2 separate regions of the Sus scrofa genome follow, and region 2 is linked to region 1. Evidence: chromatin contacts called from public Hi-C data. All regions are on one chromosome and are shown on one strand. The core of a region is the stretch at or near the end of the contact, and the rest is flanking DNA. Distances in the headings are between cores, read along the strand shown. Region 1 overlaps LOC110256538 (a long non-coding RNA gene). Region 2 overlaps LOC102160511 (a long non-coding RNA gene).

What was found. A called contact is a pair of places that touch in the nucleus more often than the background predicts.
Region 2: a Hi-C map of retroperitoneal adipose tissue shows a contact between it and region 1, with 2.3 times the contacts expected there. The contact joins two enhancer-like sites. A contact is called at or near these places in 1 of 5 promoter capture datasets (liver), 11 of 47 Hi-C or Micro-C datasets (embryonic fibroblasts, heart right ventricle, liver and 4 more) and 1 of 2 datasets of contacts at active chromatin or transcription factors (skeletal muscle).

What each region holds. Positions count from the first base shown.
Region 1 is chr1:273,582,279-273,589,307 of Sscrofa11.1, forward strand. It overlaps LOC110256538 (a long non-coding RNA gene), which reads left to right. Exons shown (of 2, transcript XR_002338167.1): 2 at 1-549. Among named protein-coding and RNA genes, the nearest start is that of WDR5, 26 kb to the left of the region's middle. Within about 2 kb of position 3,768, at least 6 of the 83 cell types and tissues checked have an H3K27ac peak or open chromatin away from gene starts, as enhancers often do. A contact at or near this core is called in retroperitoneal adipose tissue, where this site is marked.
Region 2 is chr1:273,623,854-273,630,882 of Sscrofa11.1, forward strand. LOC102160511 (a long non-coding RNA gene) reads right to left here. Exons shown (of 3, transcript XR_002338168.1): 1 at 2,971-7,029; 2 at 2,286-2,364; 3 at 1-2,148. Among named protein-coding and RNA genes, the nearest start is that of WDR5, 67 kb to the left of the region's middle. Within about 2 kb of position 3,303, at least 33 of the 83 cell types and tissues checked have an H3K27ac peak or open chromatin away from gene starts, as enhancers often do. A contact at or near this core is called in retroperitoneal adipose tissue, where this site is marked.

The sequences.
Region 1 (7,029 bases), core at 2,518-5,017:
CACCTGGGACCCTCTGGGTGCGTGGGGAACTCCGTTCAAATAGTGTGGGGGGCCCTGATGTCACCTCCTGATCGTCGCTAGGCCAGGTGGGACTTGTCTCTTGAGTCTGCAAACTCCTGGCCCCACCGGCTTGAAGCAAAGGGGCAGCTGGCTTCTCAGGAGCCCCGGATGAGGCCTCTCAAGCTTCAGGGTGACTTCAGACCATCTGGTGTCAACATGCAGATTCCTGGGTGGAGTCTGCATCTGGGGTCTGTAGTCAGGCCTAGGGATCCGCACTCATGAAGCCTTGTGGCCGCGCTGTCTGGACATCCTGTCTTTGCTGTGGGTGGAGAGCGGCTGACTCTACCTCTCCCAGGGGGCTTGGCCGTAGGACACGGGTGTGGGAAGGATTTGCAGGATGAGGGGCAGGCTGCCTTGGGGGCGGGGGGTGCAGCTACCATGTCTCCCCAGGGTTGACAGGACCAGGCGCAAGGACCCGGGAGGCAGCAGACAAATTGGAACCCCAGATAAATGAAGAGCTCCGGTACAGTAAATGTCTCAAGTATTTTATGGGATGTGCTTATTCTGAGACACATTCGTCATTTCTCCCAGACTGTCCTGGATTTCCGTTTGCTGAATTTGGCAACCCCGGGAATGGGGAAGAGGACTCCCGCCTTCTGCCCAGGAAGCAGCACCTGCCAAAGCGTCCTCCGGGGTCCCCTTGTGGGCAAAAAGGGAGTGGGCTTGTTTAGCAAACAGTTTCAGTGTTGAACAAAGCCGAGGAGTCTTTCCCCAACCCCTTTTTAAAGAAAAGCCTGCTGGGGGGCCGTGGAGTTTGTGGAAAATGAGGCCTGGGGGCCGGGGGCAAGTCCTTTAGTCCTTTCGTCATCCGTCTTGGCTCCTGGGTGGGGTGCAGGTTCCTCCCTGCGGGAGGGAGAAGGGAGGGCCCAGGGGAGGGAAGGAAGCAGAGGAAGAGGAGGCAGAAGGGCCCTGTCCTTGGCCACACCGGGGCACCCCCTGGGCACAGCTTTGTTGGTTCCGCAAACCCAGGCCCACTCCCGTCCAGCAGTCCCTCGGTCTGCTTTGGCCCCGGGAAGCACCCAGCAAGCGCCGTGTGGGTGACTTCGGGCGGTGATCCGATTGCTCGGAGCAGAATAATCTTCCTTAATAATAGTCAGTGCGCTTATCTGCAGGCACAGGTGGCTTTGGAGAGCTTGATTTTTCCTCTGGGGAAGTTGGCACCTGATGGGGAGAGATGCTGGCATCAGGAGGGTGTCTGAGGCCGGTTTGGGCCCCCAGCATGGCCGTCTCCCTGTCCCAGGAAGCCGTCTGTGGGGCAGGCCTGGCTCCATCAGCTGTTACCGCTTGGGGTTCTTGGCCCCTGCAGGGAAGGGCAGAGCCAGAGGTGGGGGCTCCATGGAAACGCTCTTCCCAACCCCAGCCCCATCCTGCCGAGCGAGGGGTGTCGGGCCACAAGAGCCAAATCCGGATGCAGGGCTTGTATGAGGACACAGCTCACTGGCAGGGCCTGGGGGTACATGAGTGGGGATGGTGGCGGCTGTGCGGGAGCCTGGCCCCTGCCCCGCTTACCTTCAGCGCACAGGCCTCTGCCTGCTGCCTGGCTGGCCCCCAAGGCCTTTCCAGTTTCGGCTGGGAGGCGGAAGCTGTGACATTCCCAGGAACGGCGACAAGCCCCGAGGACTTGTTGCCTTTTGGAACGGAAGGCCTTGGTGACCCTGGAACCTCCAGGGGCTGTCACGAGACTTCCACAGTGGCCGCTGGGTCTCAGGGGGTCAGCCTTAGGCCACGGCTAAGAGCCATCGCACCACACGGGGGCCTTTGGAATCGGCCACCTGAGATGTCCCTGGCCACAGGCTCTTGTTCCGCTGGCCTTGGCATGGCCTATGGGTCGCCCTCCGGGCTGTGGGTTCCTGCCCCTTGCTTGTCTTTGCTCTCCTCGAAGAGGGGCGCCCCAGGCTTGGGCGTCCTGTGCTGCCAGGCAGCCCTTGGTGGGTGGGGAACTGGGCCCTGTCCTCCACCAGGGGGCGGGCTTGCACCTCTCAGGGTCCCCCGGCTGCTGATGAGCTGCTGATGGAGCCGCTGGGGAAGGGCCCGCACCTCCCCTCTAAAGCTCAGCTCAGCCCCGCACGCACAGCCGGCCTTCCTCGCTCAGTCTGGCTCTCTGCGGCCTTGGGAATGAGCCCAGGTTCCTCCCCGCTGGGGCTGGGGCTCAGGGCACCGCTCGCAGGGAGGGCTCTGTGGGGGTGGCTTCAAGGTCCCATTTTCCACGTGGAGAAACCGGGGCTCCGGGCGTTTCCAGGATGCCTGAACGGGGTGCCCCCAGAGCAGCACACACAGTGGGGTCTGGAGCCCAGGCTCCTGGGCCCCGATGGCACAGGAGACTCAGAGGTGCTGCGGGCTGCGTGGGGAAGCATCGGACCTGTGGGGTGCCTGACAGGTGCCCGGCGCCGAAAATCTCTATCGAGGTGTAGCCTGGACACTTTCTAGTGCTGGTTCTTTCAAAAGTCCATCTTTTCTCATTACAGAACACCTATTCTATGCATGTGCATTTAAAACCACACAGGAGGAGTTCCTGTCATGGCTCAGCAGAAACGAACCCAACTCGTATCTGTGAGGACGCGGGTTCGATCCCTGGTCTCGCTCAGCGGGTTGAGGATCCTGTGTTGCCGTGAGCTGTGTAGGTCACAGACAAGGTTGGATCCCGTGTTGCTGGGGCTGTGGTGCAGGCCAGCAGCTGCAGCTCTGATTCGACCCCTTGCCTGGGAACCTCCCTGTGCTGCAGGTGCAGCCCTAAAAAGACAAAAACAAAAAACGAAAAACACAAAACCCACACAGGAGCAAAATAACCCTCCTCTTACCAACCAGCCATTTCCGTGGGCACATTTTTTGCATTTTTGCCCGTTTCCCATGGTAAGACAGCTTTGAGATGACCTCGAGGCACCAGCGCCCTGGGCAGGATCAGCAGTCTTTTTTTTTTCTTTTTCTTTTTTCCTTTTTCCTTCCGTTTCAGCATCTCTCACAATTCTTCCTGGCACCAGAGGACTCTGTCTAGAGGTTTGCTTTCAGGGGAGGGTGGACCGGGTCTGGAGAGGGTGCCTCACTTTCCAGACTTTTCTCTGTGCATTAATGGGCCCAGGTGACCCCGCCCGCCTCCTCCGGTGTTTCCGAGGATGGGGCCTGTTGCTCTGCCCAGGTACAGACTTGGTGCTGTTTCATTGGCTATGAAACGTTGATGGTGGGGAAGGGACAGCTGGAAAAATGTGCTCTCTGAGACCTGCTTTTTCCTCTGCAGTGTCTGCGGAGCCTTCGGGCAGGGTGGCAATGTCCCCTGTGCCGTTGCTCCGGGGGACACCCTCAGGCCGCTCGGCCAAGCCTGCGGGGAGGGCGCTGACGCTCCAGGGGTGAGGCCTCTCCTCAGGGGTTGCTATTAATAAGGTGACCGCTGACCCCCGGACGTGCGGAGGCAGGAGGGGACCGCACGTTCCCAGGGTTGCCGTTTGGCCGGAGGTCTTTCTTGCGTGACCGGCCGGCCGGCCTCCAGGGTGCTTTGGTTCGGTCCTGGCCCCCATGGCCCCAGTGGACAGGAAGCGCCTCGTGGACCAAGCGCGGGGCTGCCCTTCCTCTGGGATAAAAATATCCCGAGACCAGCTCCCTGCAAGCATCCCGAGGCCCTTGGGGCCGGTTGGGCGGGGGGCAGCCTCAGGGCTGGGGGACCAGGCGGGATGCAGACACAGGGCTTCCTCCGTCTCTCTCTTAGGTTCTTGCTCTTCCTTGTCCTGCCTCTCCGTGGCCAGGATTGCATACATCAACTCAACGCTCTGTCCCTTTGCTGACAGGCTAGACTTGCTGCTCGCCCCTCATGGCTCTTTATTTTCATCCTGAAACTTAGATGCCATATTTAAGGTTCCTAGCAGCCGGCCCACCTCCACTCCAGAAGTTTCTTGGGCCGCTCGGCTGCCTGGCTCTGCTCACAGACTCCAGAGGCAGCCTCGCTCCTGCAGCCGATTGTGGACAGAAGAGGGAGGGCGTCCACCTTCCAGGCGTCCTGCCCGTGGCTGGAGAGACAGGGAGGACGGGATGGGGCCATAAATGCCTGTCCCTGTGCCCGCCCAGGCCTGGGTTGCAGGAGTGTGAGATGCCTGTTTAAACCAGTCACTGCCTCGCACCTTGTCTGGGCCCCTGTGCTGGGTGCTCGGCCCCCGGCTCCTCACAGGGCCACGGTCAGCCCTGCAGCCCCCGTCCCAGCCCAGCCTGCCTGCGTGGCGTCCACCCCCATGGCCCCTGGCTGGGCATCTGGGCTCCTCCCGAACGGCTGCCGGGCTGTGACCCCTGGGTCGTGGGCTCTCATCCTTCCGGTTGGAATCCGGAAAACACTCCTGCCAGAGGACAAAGCAAGCGCTTCCAGCACCGTGGAAAGGACGGTCGCCCTGCCCCTCAGCCGGCCCACGCAGCCCTGGAACAGCGTGTCGGGGTCCTGAGCCCGGTCCGGGGAGGGAGTGCAGCCCTCCTGGTTCTTGGTCCTGATGGGTCCAGTTTGGCAGGGGTGGTAGGGACTCAAGGTGATGGAACAGTCACAGAGCCTCCACGTGGGGCATCGAAACGCCTCCTTCCACGCGAGGCGGGGAAGAGTCTGGTTTAGAAAACGCTGCCCGACAGGCTGCCCGGGGAGGGGGTGGGCGGCCCGGGCTCTCGGCCCCTCTCCCAGTAGGGCCGAAAAGCTGCCCCAGCCTCCGAGGGCAGGTTGCAACCAGGTGCTCCACCCAGGACTCCTGCCGCGGGGACCTGGGGGTGGCTTTCTCGAGGGACAGGGGAGGAATCTGAGGTTCAGAGAGGACCCCGGCCAGAAGGGAATGGAGAGGGATTTGAGGCCGCTCCAGGGAGGTGTAAAGCCCAGGCCGCCCGGTCTCTAGCGGGGAACCAGACTTCTGCCAAGAGCCAAACCCCTCATGGCCGGACACTTGGGGAAGTTCCGCCTACGGTTCCCTCCAAGGGCCAGAGTGGAGCCTCAAGGCTCTGCGAAGTCCCAAGAGAAAGAGTTCTGCTCCCCAGCCCTTCCCGTCACTGTGGAGCAGCGCCGACAGCACCCCAGGGACCCGGGGCTCCTCAGACCCCAGGCTTGAGAAGCGCTGCCCTGTGGAGGCGGTGGAGGCACGGGCTCTGGGTGGTGAGAAGGTTGCCTGGTTTCTCCTGCCTGTGCGCCTCCTCCCTGGGCAGGCCGGCAAGGTGGGCATCGTGCTGGGGCCACCCCACGGTGCCTGGACACCTGGCCCCACTCTGGAGGAGCCTCAGGGCCCGGGGCCGAGGCCGTCCGCTCCCTGCCTTTCTTCTCCACTGTGGATGAGCCGGAAGCGGTGCTCAGCTCGCCAGGCTGCTGGGAGACATGGGGGACTCCGCCCAGCAGCGGCTGTGGAGGCCCTCATTCCGGGCACCAGGGCTTCCTGAAGTCCTACTGTGTGTCCTGCCTGCCCCGGCCCTGGCCCCGGCAAGAAGACATCCCCAAAGGCCCACGGCCACCCTCTTGGAGCTTCGGGCCTGGCAGGGGGCTGGCAGTGAGCGGCTGCTTCCTGGATTGCGTTCCTGAATGTTCCAGGGGCTGAGGAAACTCATCGGGGGGGTGGGCAGGGACAGACAAGGCTGGGAGCTGCAGGCAGAGTTTATTGGGAAAGAAGCAGTGGGGCCAGGCATGGACTTCAAGGTCCCAGGCTTGGGGGGCACCTGGGGGACACCCTGGGGGGGTTGGGCATCTCGGTGAGGGAGGTGGGGGCATCGCTGCCCCACTCCGGTCATCTCCTTGCCCTGAGCTGGTGTGGGGGCAGCTCTGGGCCGGCTCGGGCCTCCCCAGCACCACGAGGGAGGGGTGATCTGGTTCGGTGAGGAAGCTCGGGGTGGGCGACGGCAGAGTGGGGGTGGGGGGTCACCTTTGGGTCACGTGCCCTAACCTGGCTTTTGGTGAACAGCAAGGGGCTGGCGTGACTGAGAGGGTCCCCTGGGGGAGGGGGAGGGGGAGGGGGTAGAGGTCGGGGGAGGCCTGGATGCGGCTGGCGGTCTGGCCTGGCTCCTTCTGGACCCCCCCCCCAAGCATCCTGCCCTGACTCCGTGACCCTGCTGTTGCCTCCAGCAGCCTCTGCTATTTCCGGCTCCTCAGCCTCGACCCCATCACGTCCCTGGCTCCCTGCGGCCCCAGCCGCCCGCAGAGCAGAGGGCAGGAGAGCCGCACGGGGCCTGGGCTTGCTGCGAAGACAGGCCCGGGGTTACGGGGCATCCTTCCTGCAGGAGGGCTGTGGGCTGCATACCCGACCCTAAAATAGAGACGGGGGATTTCCTGTCATGGCTCAACGGTGATGAACCCGACTAGTATCCATGGGGACGCAGGTTTTATCCATGGGGACGCAGGTTTGATCCCTGGCCTTGCTCAGGGGGTGAAGGATCTGGCGTTGCCGTGAGCTGTGGTGTAGGTGGCAGATGTGGGTGGGATCCCATGTTGCTGTGGCTGTGGTGTAGGCTGGCAGCTACAGCTCCAATTCAAGACCCCTAGCCTGGGAACCTCCATGTGCCGTGGGGGCAACCATAAAAAGACAAAAATAAATCAAGTGAAATCAAATCAGGGCAGGGAGGGCCCGGATCTGCTCTCCGTCCTGGACGGTGCTGGGTGGTCTTTAGTGGAGACTCTGGGGTCGTCACAGGGCTGGAGCCCCGCGGTGTCCAGGTGAAGCTCTCTGCGTTAGGCTCCCGCGGCTGCTGTAACAGAGCTCCGGTGGTGACAGGGGCCTGAAAACCACAGAAATTCCTTTTCTCCCTGTTCTGGGGGCCGGAAGCCTGAGATCCAGATGGCGCAGGCCTGCCCTCCCTCTGGAGGCACCAGGGGAGGGTCCCTCCTGACTCTTTCAGCTGCTGGTGGCCCAGGCGTCCTGGGCTCGTGGCCGTATCTCCAGCCTGTGCTCTGCCTTTGCCTTCCTGTCGTCTTTCCTCTTCTGACTTTTATAAGGACGTGGTCCTTGGACGTAGCCCGCCCCCCACCCCGCCCTCCCC
Region 2 (7,029 bases), core at 2,053-4,552, 41 kb after region 1:
AGCCGGAAGGAAAGGCCTGGAGCTGCTGGGCTGGAGGCTTCTCCCCCCACCGCCTTCTGGCCGCCCCATTGCTGGGATGTCGTGTCCCTAGGGGGCCCTCCTCTGCCCCCCATCACTCAGCTCTGCATCGCCCCCTCTCCCCGCAGCAGCCCATCCCCCGGGGGCCTTTCTCATAGGCGTTTCCTCAGGGATCTGGCGCCGCAGCGTTAACTTAAGTAGGGCCTGGTGTGGAGGCCCAGTGCCCCCAGGCCCGGCTCTGGACCCCATAAGGCAAGAGCTTTGCTGGGGGTCCCAAGGTGCGCAGAGGGGCCTTCCGAGGCGGGGGTGTTGTTGGCGGAGCCGCACTGACACCGGGCTCCCACCCTGTCGGCTGAGGGATGGGCTGAATTGGGGGGTCCCTGCCACGGAGATGCCCCCTGCCCGGGACCCTGCGCCTTCCTCTGCGGGAAGACCCTGTCCAGCTGGGCCCCTCCTGCTTTCCCGGGAGGGAGGAGGCAGGGGACGGAGGGCCCGCTGCACCCTCCCCCAGCCATTACCTCTGTGGGTGCGCCTCTTCCACGCCCCTTCCGCCTGCTTTGGGGTCTTGCCCACCGCGCCCCCCAACCCTGCCCCCGCCGTCTCTCTGCCTTCTTCCCTTCCCAGGCCGGGTCTGAGAACCGAGCCTTTGAGACCCAGGCGTTCGGCCTCGGGCAGGAGCGGACCTTGGGCCCAAGGCTCCATCCCTCTGTCCATCCACTGACCGTGTGCTCTTGGACATGTTGGGTGACTTTTCACGGCCTCATCTGTCGTAGTCGTGGGGCCCAGCCCCTGGGAATGGGGACGGGCACATGAGGCAGTGTGCGCCTGGCATCTGTGTCCTTAAGGGCAGAGACAGTCGGGGCTGTGTGGGCCCTGAGGGGACACCCGGCCTGGCCTCCAGGAGGGAGCGGGAGGAGGGCCACGGTGGCTCAAGGATTGGTCCCTGGTCCTCACCCTGGGTTTCGCCCCTTGTTGCTCTGGCTGGGACAGTACTGGGTGCCCTGGCCACTTTCCCGGAAAGGGGGAGGGCACACTGGGCGTAGGCAGACCCCTCGGGCCAGGACCGGCGCTGGACATCCGAGAGGGTGTTCTGAACGCGTGGCCCAATGCCCACAGTAGGCAGGGGACCCAGCCCTGGGGGCGGCGCAGGGTGTGTCCCCCTCCTACTCTTTGCTGCCCTAGCTGTCCTGGCGGGGCGGCTGGAACAGAACCCCAGGTGTCCCCCACTCTCCCTGGCACTTTAGAAAGTGGATTCATTTGGCCTGTGGTTTCTGAGTGGTTTGGCCCACAGGTACCCAGAGGCTCCGCTGCCAGGGATCCCCCCGCCATCAGCCGCCGGGAGCCCGAGGGGTGGACGGCCTGGCAGTGCAGGCATTGGCTGGCAGCTGCTGCCCCCACGCCCCCGCAGCCCCTCCCAGCTGCCCGGTTTCCCAAATGGGCCTCCTGGCGGGGCGCCTCCTGCAGCGGCCAAGCAGGAGCACTCCTCTGCCTCCCGGGCCGCCCTGCGGTTTGGGCAGGAATTCAGGGAATTGGCCGTTTCTGGCTCCCTAGCTGAGGACACAGTGGCTCCTGGGGGTGAGCTCCGAGCCTCAGGAGGTGCGCACAACACTTGGAGAGGAGTGGCCGGTGGGAGGGCAGCCCCAACTGGGCGTCGGGCCTGGGGGCACCAGCCAGCCTCTCGGCGGTGGGGGGTGCGCAGAGCCGTGGGGCCAGAAAACAGTGGACACTGTGACCTTAGAGGGACATTCCCTCTCTGGTGTCAGCTTGCTCTTGCCTCTCCTTGGTTTATTTACGTAGTCGACAGGCGTTAATTGAGCACCAACTGTGTGCTTAATTAATTGAGCACCTACTGTGTACCGGCTGCTGTTCTAGCTGGTTCTCCAGGCTGCCTCGCCTTCACCCTGGCTCCCCCCATCCTTCCGGCCTCAGGCACAGTCTCCTCCAGAAGCCTTCACTGTCCACCTGACGCCCCGGGCCTGCCCGACGCCCCACCAAGGTCCTGCGGCCACCGTGTGTCTTTCCCGCATTGTGGCGCCTCCTGATGGCCCTGTTCCAGGGCGAGCCAGCCTGGGCAGTGTGTTTCTCCAGCGGCCGGCCCTGCGTCGGGCTGCCTGCCAGGTCTCAAGGCTCCTGAGTGAGGAGAGGGAGGGATGGTGGGCTGGGGGGTGGGATCGTGGGGGGCGGGGATCCCAGGAGGAGGTGACGCCATCTGCCTCGTCCCCGGGGTGAGGCTGAAGGTTCAAGGCAGTCAGAGAACAGGGCCTGACCTGACCGTGCTCCTTCCGCCCGCACGACTTCCTGGGGAGAGGCGCTCATCTGCCCATTTTCCCGAGGAGGAAACTGAGTCTGGGGTGGACAGAGCGTGGAGTGGTGAGCTGGGCTAGATCCTCTGGCGTCTGAGGGCGCGGCTCCCCCAGCGCCTCCCCAGCCCCACGGGAGCGCCTATGCCCTCGGCATCATCACTGCGGCGTGAAACCCTCCTGGATGAGCTGGGAGGCCTTCCCGCCAGGCCCACCTTGGCTGCGGCGCCTGCCCACGTCTCACCTTCAGATGCCGGGTCTTAATTAGCTCCCAGGGGAGCGGGGCTCCCTTCCAGGGGTGGGGCTCACCTGTGTCTCCCAGCTGGGGGAGCGGCTGTGTTCCACACGCGTGCGCTCTGTGTGTGCAGACACACCTGCCCCAGGCACACGCACAGACACGGGGGCACGCCCACGCACGCAAAAACACCCTCGGGCCCTTCCACCCTCTGTGTTGCTCCCGGGAGGTGCGTACCTACACAGACCCTTGCTGGGAGGCAGACGTGCAGCCCCCACATCTGCGCACGCGGGCCGGGCCCCGAGCCCAGGCCCCGAGCCCAGACCCAGCCGGAGCCGGGCAGCGGCTGCCTGGATGCCCTCCTCCCGCCCACGCTCCCCCACCCCCTGCAGCTGGCCCGCCTTTTGCAATTCTTACATTTATTTCACAGTCATTTACATCGGCAGAGGCTTTCAAAACACTTCAGGCTTGTTTACTGAGCTGAGCAAGGACACTTTGTCTCCTTTCCAACTCAGCCTTCCAGAAGGATCAGGAACGTGCCGTCTCTGCGCTGGGCCAGCTGTGCGCTGTGCCAGCAGCGGCCCCCGGCCTTCTTAAAGGGCCAGCTGGGCTCCGCCTCCTGTGGGACGTGTGCCCTTGAACCTGGGCCGCCCGCACCCCCGGGCTGGGTCCCCAGGGAACACTGTGCCTGGGAACCAGCACGGGGGTGACGTGAAGCCACCCCCTCAGTCTCCGCGGGCCATTGTGCTGCTGACGGAACAGGCCCTGTTTTATCATGACTGCCTTGTAAGCTAGGCGGGCGGAGGGACCCGAGTCTGGGGACTGCGCCCCCCGCTCAGCTGCTCCCTGACACAGGGTTGGAGCTATGGGGACAGGGGGGGTTTCTTTTCCGTCCCCTCTGGAGGCCAATGCCGGCTGCCTCCCCCAGAGACAGTGCTTCCCCACCGGCAGGGGCCAGGTGACCCCTCGGTCCCCAGGACCTGCCCCACAGATGGCCACAGAGGGGGTACTGGAGCCCAAAGGGGACAGCTGCTTAAACCTGGGTTCTGGGGGTCCTGGTTTGAGAGAAAAGCAGAGCTGTCCTGTGGGGGGACGGGCAGGCCCTCTGGGGACCGTTCCCCACCCGGCTCTTGGTCGTTTGGAGCCTGACCTTGGTCCTGGCCTCTTCCTGGAGACCCTTCCTCTGCCCACTGCCACGGCCTCCAGCCCCTCCGGTTTCTAGCCTTTGCAACAACCTCCCACGGACATCCAGCAAGCCTCGTCGGCAAGGGCGCTGGGCACTCCCTGTCCTCTCCCTTCACCCCTCCTTTCCCCCAGGCCTGCATCCTTAGGACCTACTGCCCGCTGAGCCCACGCGTGGCCTGTTTGGACATCAGCCTTGGTGGAGACAGCGCCACTGCTGCAAGCTTCAGCAGAGCAAGTTCAAGGTCTGAGGGCCCAGGTCCAAGGAGGTTTGCCAGGGACTCATGCATATCAAAGAAGACAGACAGGGGATGGGCCAGCACAGCCGACCCCAGAGGGCAGGGCTGGGTGGAGAAGCAAGCAGAGGCGGTGCGGTGCGCCCTGAATGCGGTGCTGAGCCTCCGGGCAGCCAGAGTGAAAAGGAAACGTGGCGGAAGAGGAGGGTGCTCTGGTTCGAGAGAGAAACTTTTGATGACTTTGTTATTGGAGGCCTGATGCCCCAGCCTGGAGAGGCAGGTGCTCTGAGGGATGCCGCCCGCAGGCCTGAGGCTCTGGCCTAAAGCAGCAGGGAGAGGGGCGCTGAGGGCCCAAGTCTGAGGGTTTGCCTCTCAGCAGGGAGGTGCCTGGAACCAAGTCTCAGCCCCACGATGAGGGCGAAGGTGCATCTCCAGGCCGAGCGAGGGTGGGGCATGGGACCCTTGCATCTGCAGGGCCTGGGTGTGCGGAGGCCCCGGTTTCCTGGGGTGTGAAATGGGATGGAGGCTTGGGCTGCGGGGGTTAAAGGGGGTTCAGAGGCCGAGGCTGGAAGCCGTGGGGGGCCACCTGCTGATGTCAACATACGTGAGTGAACAGCCGATGCCACCCTGATGGCATCTGCGGTGGCCCTGGGGCCTCAGGGAATCCTTCAGAGTAAGGAGAGTTCTGGAGCCCTGGCAGGTGGGAGTGCAAACCTGCCACGGATGAGAGGCTGCCACCCCTCACTGTCGAGCCCCCCCCGTCCCTTCACCCCCGGCCCTGTCCCTCCAGGTGGGCGACCCAGGCCCCTGGGGCTGGCGGGGCCCTGGGTGCTGGTGGCCCTTGTTCCCAGTGTCTGGGGACGAGTCCTCATGCATCCCAGGGACTTCCGTGCCAGCCCTGGGGGACCTTCTGGGGGAGCCCAGCTCCCTGCTCCTGGGCTGTAACTCTCCTCTCTGAGGCCTCTCCCCGACCCCCGCTGCCCTCACTGGAAACTGGGGAGTTGGGCTTGGGGGGGGTGGGTGGGTCAGGAGTGTGCCTGGCACCCTGAGTGGCGGGGGCTGTGGTTCTGGGTCAGACCTGTCTCTGGGCTTCCCGCCCTTTTCCTGCCTGCTCAGCACCCTTGGGCCCTGGCTCCTTCCCTGGTCCCCCGGCACCCTCCCTCCTTCTCTTCTCCTCCGTTGCCCACTTCCCTGGTGCTGTGGAAGCACCCCCACCCCAGCCTGTACACAGTTGCTGGACCTGTGACCCAGCCTGAAAGCGGGGTGCCCGTCTCAGCCAGGCCTGGGGAGCCGATGTGTTTGCCAGCTGGCTTCGGGCTCGCCCTGCCCGAGGGGGGTGTTGGGGGGGCACCCAGGAGGTTCGAGGGGCATCCGCTCTGGGCAATGCCAACAGGCGCAGCTACAAGTTGCCCGGTTTCCAAGTCTCTGAGTCACCGGGACGGAGGGAAAACAGGTTTGTGGCCAGTGGCTGGGAGTCGGATACTCTTAGTACCCGACCTGTGCAAAGTAGGTGACCCCAACGTTCCCCGCAGAGCACGCACGCCCGCGCTGCTGAGACTGGCCGCCTCTGTGGCCCCACTGGGGCCATTCCAGCAAGTGCTCCCACTTGACGGGCAGGTAAAGCGAGGCCCGGGCAGACTTGCAGGAGAGGGTCTGGGCTGCGGCCGCGCTGATCTTGGCTCCGGCCTCGAGCTCCCCGGTGTTGCCTCTGAGGGTGACTCATCCCCAGGCACCTGATTGGCCGCACACTCTCCCGCCCTGGACCCCGCCCCGCCAGCTGCTGGATCCCAGGAATGTGTTCGGCCTGTGGGGTCCCCAGGGAGCTTGGTGCTGGAACTGGGGTTGGCCCGGGCTTCTGCCCTTGATGCGTTTCCCCTGGGTTTTCAGCCCTGGCGGCGTGGGCAGGCTGCAGGGTATTTCCTCCGCCTGTTTCTGATTTATTCATACAAAGCTCATCAAAACCAACTCTGTCCCCGATCTGACTGGCCTCAGTCTTTTATCTGGGAAACAGGAAGCTGTGAATTTTGCTAGAAGAAAACTAAGGTATCTGCTTCGGGCCGTATCCCGTGATGCTGACCTCAGGGTTCATGTGCCTCAAGATGAAATTCAGGGAATTCCCGTGGTGGCTCAGTGGTAATGAACCTGATTGATGTCTGTAAGGACACAGGTTCGATCCCCGGCATCACTCAGTGGGTTAAGGATCCAAACAGCTGACAAGGTCTAGGCAGCCTTCACACGGTCCCTGTTTGGGAGGGACTTTTGAAAAACTGCATGGACACGATGATCAAAGTAGGGACATTTTGGGGTCCCGAGGCAGCAACCAGAATCCCCGTGGGGATGGCCCTGCAGAGGCGTAGCCGGTGTGACAGGGTGGAGGCCGCGTGACAGCAGGTAGGGGCTGTCAGGGGGCTGACGAGGGCCTCAGGCAGCGCTTGCGCACCTGCCAGGCCTTATAAAGAATCCGGACCCTCGGGGGAAGTAGGGAGCCACAGAAGGTGAGAGCGGGGGGCAGCCTCCGGGTGTTTGTCAGGACCCCCGCTTTCCTGACTCAGCAGCCAGCTTTCCCCCCTGCTCCTGAGTGTGAGGCTGGCCAGGGTCTCCCCAACCGTGCCTTCCAACAGCCCCCCTAGGTCTTGCGAATAAGAAGCAGAGTTTGGGGACCCCCCCATGCCAAGCCCCTCCCCGCCTGGAAGAGGGAGGTGGAGGCTTCTGCCCACACCACCTGAGGGACAAGACTGCCCCCACCTGCCCAGACCTGCCCAGGCCGGGTGGCTGGCTCGCTGGGACCTGGCCAAGCCCCTTCCACTGTCCACTTGACCGGCTTTTGCTGGGTCATGGAACAGAGGGGCCCCCAGTCACTGGGAGGCGGTGTGCTTCGCAGCTGGGCTGGGGTTCGAGTCCACCTTTCCACGGGGCACTGTGGGACGTGATGTAGGGCGTGTCCCTCTCTGCGTCTCAGTTTACCTCTCTGCAGGGTGGGGACAGTCGCTAGGGCAGGGTGCCACCTCCTGCAGGCTCCAAGGCTGCTCGTGGCTTTGATGGACACCAGACCAGCAGA